Regions from separate parts of the Rattus norvegicus genome. Here region 2 is linked to region 1. Evidence: chromatin contacts called from public Hi-C data. All regions are on one chromosome and are shown on one strand. Each heading gives the region's core, a stretch centred on a gene start, on an enhancer-like site or on the middle of the called end of the contact. The rest is flanking DNA. Distances are from core to core; before and after follow the strand shown.

Region 1 (4,553 bases), core at 95-2,594:
TTAAAGTATGTATTTGACTAAATTCCCAACTGTTAGAACACTCAAGCTCATTTTAGCACTGTCCTCCAATACCAGCATCTTTTTCATTTCAATACTTAAAGAGAAACCATTTTTAAACTTCTTTAGAACATGTAGTTCAATCTTACATGGCCTTGTAAAGAAACAGTTAAAAGCAAGCATGACTTACAAGTCTTCCAGGATAAATGTCAGTAAATCGGAATAGTACAGTCCAGCCTAGTGTTAACTTTGAAAGGAGCAAGCCTCCGGTGTAGATGGAGAAGCTGCTGTAAGAAGTCAAGATGTAGTTGGAAGAATGTCCAGGAAAACTGATAACTGCCCAAACCCATCAAATCCATACATACAGTTTAAAATAAAGGATCACTGACCGAAGTCCAGCAGCGAGCCACCGTTTGCTTGGAACGCCAAAATAAAAATGTTAAAAGCTCGTGACTGACCCCCATAGCCTTCAAAGTTGAGAACCACACCAAGTGTATTTCTGCTGTTCCTTAGCATCCTTCTGTCAATGCAACTCCCTCGCTGCCACAAAGTCACTCGGCTTCAGCTACTCGAATGCCCAAACCCCAGCACCAAAGAGCCATTTATTAAAAGCTCAAGGACTTGGAGCGGGGTCTTCCTTGCGGCCGCCTCCGCATCCTGTACTAAACTAACCATCTCAGGTTAAACCCCCGGAGATGCTCCAGTCTTTTCCCGCATCCACGCTCCCCAGCTCCTTCCTTCATCTCCCGGTAGACCTTTTAGGTAGACCTTTTACCGTCGACCTTGAGGACCCTCAGGTCGGAGCGCTGGGGCTCCAGGTGAATTGACTGGTCCCCTCTACCCTTGCAGTGGGCACCGACGACCTCCCCCATCCAGTCTCGACCCACCACGACCCCGATGACGAATGCCCTCCTATCAGCCCCAGACGACCCCTTCTTCCCCTTAGGTGCCCTGACTCCAACCGAAAAGCAATTCCTCCGAGACGTACCGAGAGCCTACTGCGCGTAAGCTCCCACTACGCGCGGCACCGGGCGCAGGGGCTCAACGCCCCGGCTGGTCTTCCTCTTCCCGGCGGATCCATCCCGGCCCAAGGGCCGTGCCGCCTGCGCCGAGGTGCGGAGGCGCCCGCCCGAGGAAGACTGCGCCGGGCACAGGGACCGGGGCGTGGAGAGGCGGCGGCTTGCGGACCAGCGCCGGGCGACCGCGGGGACACTCAGCGGCCGGGACACGCGCGGCGGCCTCATCCAGGGCACCTGCGGCCAGGCAGGATGGGCCGGGGCGGCGCAGTCAGCGACAGGGCGAGGGCGACCGCCCGCGCGTCCCGTCCTCCGCTCCTGCCCGGCCGGCGCAGCCTCGCTTCCTCTGGACGGAGCCCGGGGACCCCAGCTCGGCCGGATGCCCCCGCCAGCCCCCACCCCTTCCCGGCCGCCTCCCCCTCGTCACCCTCTCCCCTCCCCCCGCCCCCCAACCCCCCACCGGAATGGAAAATACCTCCCGGGGTGGGGGGGCGGGCGGGGCCACACCTCTCTGAAGGGCAGCCTACCGTGACCAATGGCAGGCGGGGCTGTAGATGGGCGGGACTCCCGGAGGCCAATCCAGAGGCGGGTAGGTGAAGGCCGGAGGAGGGAGGCTGGGAGCTCCAGAGGGGAGGCCGGCGAGTTAAGGAGGTCCAGCCGCGCTGGTGCGTGCTGTGCGCGGCTGCCATTTTGGAGTCGGGCAGCTGCGACAGCGGCCGGGTTCGGCCGAAGAGGGAGGAGCCAGTCAGGTGGGAGAGAGGCTGACACGTGGCCGGGGTGGGCGGGGCAGAGCCGGCTAGGGCTGGAGGGGAGGGGGCGAGGACTGGGAGTCTAGGAGGCTGGAGTGGGTCACGGGGCCGTGGAGCCCGCTAGGAGTGGGCGCTAAGGTGGAAGGTCAACCAGAGGTGCGGGTAGGGAGTAGTAGCTTTGTTCGTTTGGGCTCTGTTAGGGAGACCGAGGCGAAAATGCTGAATGGAGGTTGCGAGTGCCGGGTAGGAAAATGTGAATGAGTTTCTCTAGCTCCCTTTTGCATGGAGCCATCCAAGTCACTGAATTCCAATATTCACGGCAAACCGGGCATCTCATTGAATTCAACTCTTCCCATCCAGGCTCTCAGCTGCCACGAAGATGACTCATACACGAGGGGAGGGGTGTTGTCGCTCCCTCTCTTCGCTTGCATTTTATGTGGATGGCCCCGCCATTTCGATGGCTGCAAGGACAGAGAAGTATATCGGGGGATTGTGATACCGGCGAGACACCTCAGCTGGCCCTTTAGAACCGTGGTTACCACTCATAAGCTACTGACATATTGCTTTCCAGTGCTTAGACAAAAAGACTTGCTCTTCCCGTTTACTTCATGGTTCGAATACAGTCTGCTCCCCCAGGGAATCTACGGAAAGTGGTCCTTTTATCAGCGATATCCATATAGGGTCACTTTTTAGTCATGATTGTTTGAAACAGCCTGACTGTATAGCCTAGGATGCTCTGGAGCTCAATGTGGAGCCCAAGCTGGCCACAAGATAGTGGTGCTCCTACTTCAGCCTGCTGAATAGTAAGATTTTTTTTTTTTTTTACCACTTTTAGTCTTTAATGCCTTGCAGTGGGAACTGCAGACTACATTTTTCTTGAAGGCTTTTCTTAGACTCTTCTCGGCCCCCACCTTAACATTGTACACCCTCGGATTGCTTTTTCAGTTGTTTTTAAGTGTTTGTTCTTTATTGGCTCCTTGAGAGGCTCGGGGTCTGGCCCTCAGCCCTTTTCTCTGGTTCTGTATATGGGCTGATCTAGCCATTCAGATAGAATCACAGATGAACGTCCGGTCATTGAAGGCCAGATCTGAATTTCTAAGCAGCTTCTAGCCGCTTCACTTGTCTACTGGAGTAAGTTCCCCATTGGAACACACACCTGAACTTCACCAAGCCTGCTCCTCCTCTGTTCCTCGTACCACTTCACATTAACTCTCTCCCAGGAGCTCCTGGGACCAGAGAGCAAGCCTCTGTCCACTTTCTTACTGCTCCAGCATCTCTCTCTCTCTCTTTGCTATAGTTTGGATCTGGGATGTTCTTCACAGGCCTATGAATTACTCTTGGTCCTTGGCATGAAGGTGGTGGGACCTTTAAAAGACAGAGAGGCTAGTGGACAGAGAAACTTTAGGTCAGAGTATGTGAGTGTGTGTATGTGAGTGTGTGTGTGTGTTGGGGGGATTAGAGTGGGTTGTGAGATCCTCATCACTGCTTCACCTCCTATCCAGGATGTGAGCAGTTTTGTTCTGCAGTGCACCCCTGCCCTCCTCTCATTAGCTACAGCTGTTCACCTGACTCACCTCAGCATTATCTGAGGGAAAGCGCACATGGAGGCCCACCTCAATCGGCTTGGTTCTGGGATGTGTCTGTCAGCATTTTCTTGATTGCTCATTGTTGTAGGAGGCCCAGGCACTATTGGCCATGCACTCCCTGGCAGTGGCCTTGGCTGTCTGTATAAGAAAGGCCAAGTGTGGGCCTAGGAGCAAGCCAGTCATTTGTGGTGTTTGCGTTGGTTCCTTCTTGAGTTTCTAACCCGACTTCCCCCTGATGCTGAGCTGTACACTGAACGATTAAATAAACCCTTTCCTCCCTGAGTTGCTTTTAGTCATAATGTTTTCCCCAGCAACAGAAAGAACATGCCCCAGTGTGCCCTTCACCCCGTGAGAGACAGAGAATAAGCCTACCAGATCAGGACTGGAGCCTCCAAACCGAACTTGTTCCCTTCATACGTTGGTCATCGCAGCGCCGTAACCGGACCGACATGGTGTGAACTAAACACCCTCGATCCACTGCCGCCGTCACTTCCTCCTTTGTGCTATTTAATCATTAGGCCAATATTTATTGAGCATTTTAGTATTAGCTCAAGATGTAATGGTCAACAAAACTGACGAGGTGGCTGATGGGGCAAGACAAGCAGTATACAAGTAGATTAACAACTAGGTAAGCCGGGAGTGACATGCATTCCAAAAACTAAAACCAGAGAGGCCAGCAGGATTATCCATGAGCTCTTGACCGCAGGTGCCCTGCCTCTCTCCTGCTTCTCCTCTTCTCCTCAGAGGGCACTGCCATGGTTCTCTCCTGGTCTTGGGTCGTTCTTTTTCATCTGCTCAGAGTGTGTCCTGTTTTCTATTGCTGCTGCCTAAGTGAGAGTCCTCCACGTAGATGACAAGCTGTTCTTGCCTCAGATCAGAATCACAGGGGGCACTTAATGGTTTTGTTATCTACTCTGTAGTCCTAAAACTCATGATGGTCCTCCTGTCTCATCCTCCTGAGCACTGAGATTACAGCTGTGAGCCACCATGTCCAGCAGGAATAATGCTATCCACCTCTGTGCCTGCACAGTGCCTTGGCTCAGAAGAGGTGCTCACCAGAGTGTTAAGTGAATGTGAGTCCCCTGACACTTGAGCTAGACACAAGAGCAGCCCCACCCCCAAAGCAGAAGGCGAGGTCCTGGAACTCACCTACCCGAGTGTGCTAGCATGATGTTTGGAGGTAGAAGACAGGATGATGAATGGTC
Region 2 (4,447 bases), core at 1,474-3,973, 64 kb after region 1:
CAGTTCCTTCTCCAGTACTATGCCTGCCTGTATGCTGCCATGTTTCCCCATTGATCGTAATGGACTAACCCTCTGAACCTGTAAGCCAGCACCAATTAAATGTTGTCTCTTATAAGAGTTGCTTTGGTCATGGAGTCTGTTCACAACAGTAAACCCTAACAAAGACAGATGGTGTGCCGTGTGGCAGGACAGTGTGTCTGTGGGAGTCCATGGACTAGAATCCCTGTGATTCCTGCAGATATTTCTGTTGAATATTGTTCTGGTTACCTTTTTGTAAACTCGACACAAATTAGTCACCTGGGAAGAGGGACGCTCTAGGAATTGCCTCCATCAGATTGACCTGTGGGCATGTCTGTGAGCATTTTCTTGATTAATGGTGTTTGATGTGGGAGGGTCCAGGTATTCAAGGTGGGGTCACCCATAGGCAGGTGGGTTTTATAAGAAAGCAAGCTGAGCAAGTCATGGGAGTAAGCCAGTAAGTAACATTTTCCTCCATGGTTTATCTCAGTGATGAACTATAACCTGCAAGTCGGTTTTGGTCAGTGTTAAATCACAGTAACGGAGAGGAAAATTTGTGTGTGTGTGTCTCCTCATGTTCATAGACACACACACACACACACACACACACACACACACACACACACACACACACACGAGCACATTATTTCTTTCCTGAGGTTCTCCTACTTTCCGGGGGTGACTCTACTAAGGTCACAAGGAACGTGTCCTCTCAGTTCCCAAGTCCTACCAACACAGTTGACTGCTTATCTTCCCAGGTGAGGTGGGTAACAGGGCAGAACTCCCTACCACAAATCTAATCCTCTCTTCCCAGAGTACTGTCCCAATTCTACGCTCCTCTTTTCTTCCAAATACTGTGTCTATGTAGCTACTTCGTTTTTTCCCATCCCCAGCAAGCTTCTAAAACCACAGCAAGGAAGACTTTTGTTTGTTTGTTTCTCTGTTTCTTGCTGTTATGTCTTCTCTGGGCTCAGAGAACAAACTAGGCTACCCGGGGAGAACAACAGCCAGGGAGGAACATGATGAAAGGGACGTCTGTCACCGTGCCACATATACAGATCAGCAGAGGTTTCTGGATCCAGGGGTGGCGGCACCTCAGCCAAGCAGCCTCAGATGAAATTAGATACTAATCAAAAAGTGAACATATTTGATAATAACTAAAATAGGACCCCTTCCCCCAGCATCAGATACATTGTCTTCAAAATCTTGCCTTTTTTTTTTTTTTTTTTAATAAAGGGGAGTAGGCGTTCAGAACTCAGTGCCTGGGCTTTTGGCCACAGCAGTAAAATATGAATATTTTCTCAGGACTGGTGAATGATAGAAGCTGTTGGTGGCAGATCCTCAGCCGAAGTCTTGGCAGGAAATTGGGGGAAGAAACAGCAGTTACTCTGCAGTGGCTGCCCCTTGAGACTTTCTATTTAAGGTCTCGTGGACTTGCGCCTCCCTCCGTCTTGTGCCTCCCTCCCTCCCTCTCTGGAAACTCCCCTAACCCTCAGACTCTTGGAAACTCGGCTGCCTCTGATTTAAGTCATTTCTACCCTAACAAGAAACAAACTATCTTAAGCCATTAATTCATTTGAAACTTCATTAAAAGCCACTGACTTTCTGTTGGAGCTATGAAGTGGGAATGGCTAGGTCTGTCTTCATCCTGGTGACTTTAGGGGCCTGTTGAACGACAAATGTGCTATATTTGGGTGTCTGAGTCTTAGTTCAGTTGCAGGGGTGGAAGACCTTTCATAAATTAAAATGGAGTAATCTTAATATGGGGGGCGGATGCGGGCTGTAGGGCACGGAGAGACAGGATACATGGCAAGATCTTCGGGTGTCAAAGAAAGCTTTCTGTGTGGGCAAAGAAGGTTGAACAGGTGGAAACTTGAGAGAGAGTTGAGAGGCTCAGGGCCAGCTGCGGGTAGACTGCTTCTTTAGTAGGAGAGGAACCGAGAGATGCTCTGACTCACCCCAAGCTGTGGTGGGATTGATGTTTCAGAGTTGGTGGCCATGAACAAAAGAGGGAGCTGCTTCATGCCTAGGCAAGAAGACTCCAGCACACCCCACCCCGATTATCACCATGTGCTGAGGGAATCAAGAGCCATGGAGGGTTCTTCTAAATGCAAAACGCACAGGTTCTCCTCTCCCTTGTTCCTCGGGGGTGGGGAGGAAGCAGTGCCTTCCTTACAGGGTCTGTATCTCAGGCAAGGAGTCGGTAAGCATGTATGAGGCACTGGAGCGCTGGAGCAGACCTTTTCTGAGCAGTGTAATTGTATCTATCATTAAACCTTTGGGTAAAGTTGTCCAAGTGGGCTGCCTTAGCTGAACACTTGTCTGAGTGTGGGGCAAACTCCTTAAAACACAGGTTGGTTGCAAATAATCTGCAGAGAAACCGAGTTAGAATTCATTTTATAAAATAGGAACTGCCTGAGTTGTCGGCGGGCGTCTCTCTGGCCCCCTGGATGGGAGAAAGAGCTGTTTTCTGCAGCTGTGAAAAGGAAGGAGACCTGCCTGCCTGGGGAACCCCACCGTCACCCCAAGGCCAGCTTCACATCATGGAAGCGAATCAGAGGGCTGAATTTGGAGAAAGCCCATAAAGTCTAGATCACACAGGAAATAATTACATTCTGAGTGAACGGAGCAAGAAAGTATAATCCTTGAGTAAATAACCAGAGTGAGTGCATTTGCGCTCGCTGCTGACGGTCATGTGGATCAAGTTACTGGTGGTTTAGTTCATCAGTGTATGATAAGTGCTTTAACTCATGCCAGTAAGATAATCTTCAGAGAGGTCTGAGAGGCTTCTGGTCCTAACAGTAATTCATAAGGAATTAAAAAATATCAGGGATAGTCTGGGAGAATGTTAAGCCAATGCTGGGCAATCATTAACCCTTTCTGTCAACTCAGCTTCTCAAATGTATTGATCATTTCTAACTAGGATAAAGCTTGCAACAACAAACTTATTTTAAGGAACAAGTAGTAAATGTTTTAGGCTTTGTGATCCTGTCCTCTTACAAGAAAGCAGCCAGTAAACGTCTGTGACTTTGTTCCAGTACAATGTCTGTCAGAATAGTTAACATGCCAGTGGTTTGTGATACCCTCATGCCTGATTCTGAACGAGTACATCAATGCAGAAAGATTATAAATTCTTTGGGAAAATTAGGATCTCTTTGAAGGTTCGCAGCAGACTTTTGTGAAAGTGTATTAGTCACTGGCCAATAGACAGTGTCCTGTAATATTTATAAATATTGGATGAAGAAGCCTGGATGCTTTTGTTAGAAGCCAGATGCCTGATGGAAAGGCAGACTTGGTGCTGGGATCAGGGTGAGCTGTTCATTTGAAATGTAAAACACTTAGGGAAAAGGAATAACTATAGCAAGCACATTCTCTCACACATGCAACTGTAGAACTTCACCAGGTTAACCTCTCACATCCCCATGAACCCCCTACCTCTGTCTGTCCCTGTCTTTCTGTTCATTCTCTGATTTTGCCTCTGTCCTCACCACTTCTGTTAAGAGGACTGAATTTGTAGGTCAAAAATCTAATTAGAGAACTTGCCTAACATTTGTGAAGGCCTTGGTTCAATCCCAGGTACCACAAACTAAATAGATAGATAGATGATAGATAGATAGACAGACAGACAGACAGACAGACAGACAGACAGACAGGTATATGAGTGCCTGTGAACATTAGGAAGGTGATAAAACTGTAAGAATATATGGAGTTGAAGTTTCTCGGAAATGTCAACAAATAAAACATCTAATTTTGATCCTTAACTTTCCCCTCTAAAACTACATTACCAATATTTTGGGGGAAATGGTGTGATCCCCAAAGATAGTGAAGGGAGGTATCAAAGGATGCAACTTTGAGTGGGTGGAGGAACAAGTGGTAATAGACCTGTCACTTCTGGAAAAACTTCAATGACATTAAGTACATATGGGGACAAGTTTGGCATACACTTTAATGCTAACTGGCTCACAACCTTATGACACCTCTGGAAGTGCACTGGAAAGCTGACTTAAAGCACACTGGCTGAATGACGGACAAACCAGTCACGTGACTTCCTGGCCCTGAAGCACAACCTCTATGCATACTACTGGTGGAGGAGTATTGCTCTCCCACACTATGGCCAAAACCTCGAGGTGCCAGCTCCAGAGATGGGGACACAGATTTTCACCACACACAGCTCGAGGTGGGCACTGGACCCAGGGCAGGAGGAGCCAGTGCCTGAACACTGACCACTGAGGCTCTTTGCCTCCATACTAACCTCCAGAGAAGTGAGAAGTGCTTGTTACAGTCAACGGTATCATCCAGTGATACTGTTGGAGAGGCTGGCCTGCTAATCACGGTAAGCTGAGGTGCAGAACAGTCTGACAGTCTCCGCTGTTGGGTCTGCGTGGGCACAGATGGCCAGAAAGGTCGGGAGAAACTGGGGTCCTTAGAA

Evidence for each region. Hi-C and Micro-C count contacts between places; a contact is called where the count stands out from the background.
Region 2: a Hi-C map of the A7r5 cell line shows a contact between it and region 1, with 2.5 times the contacts expected there. The contact joins the enhancer-like site here to the promoter of Socs5 in region 1. A contact is called at or near these places in 4 of 12 Hi-C or Micro-C datasets (the A7r5 cell line, the Rat2 cell line, Schwann cells and 1 more).

The regions. Positions count from the first base shown.
Region 1 is chr6:13,264,487-13,269,039 of GRCr8, forward strand. It overlaps Socs5 (suppressor of cytokine signaling 5), which reads right to left and starts at 1,345. Exons shown (of 2, transcript NM_001109274.1): 1 at 986-1,345.
Region 2 is chr6:13,327,143-13,331,589 of GRCr8, forward strand. No RefSeq gene overlaps it. Among named protein-coding and RNA genes, the nearest start is that of Cript, 14 kb to the right of the region's middle. Within about 2 kb of position 2,724, at least 6 of the 93 cell types and tissues checked have an H3K27ac peak or open chromatin away from gene starts, as enhancers often do. A contact at or near this core is called in the A7r5 cell line, where this site is marked.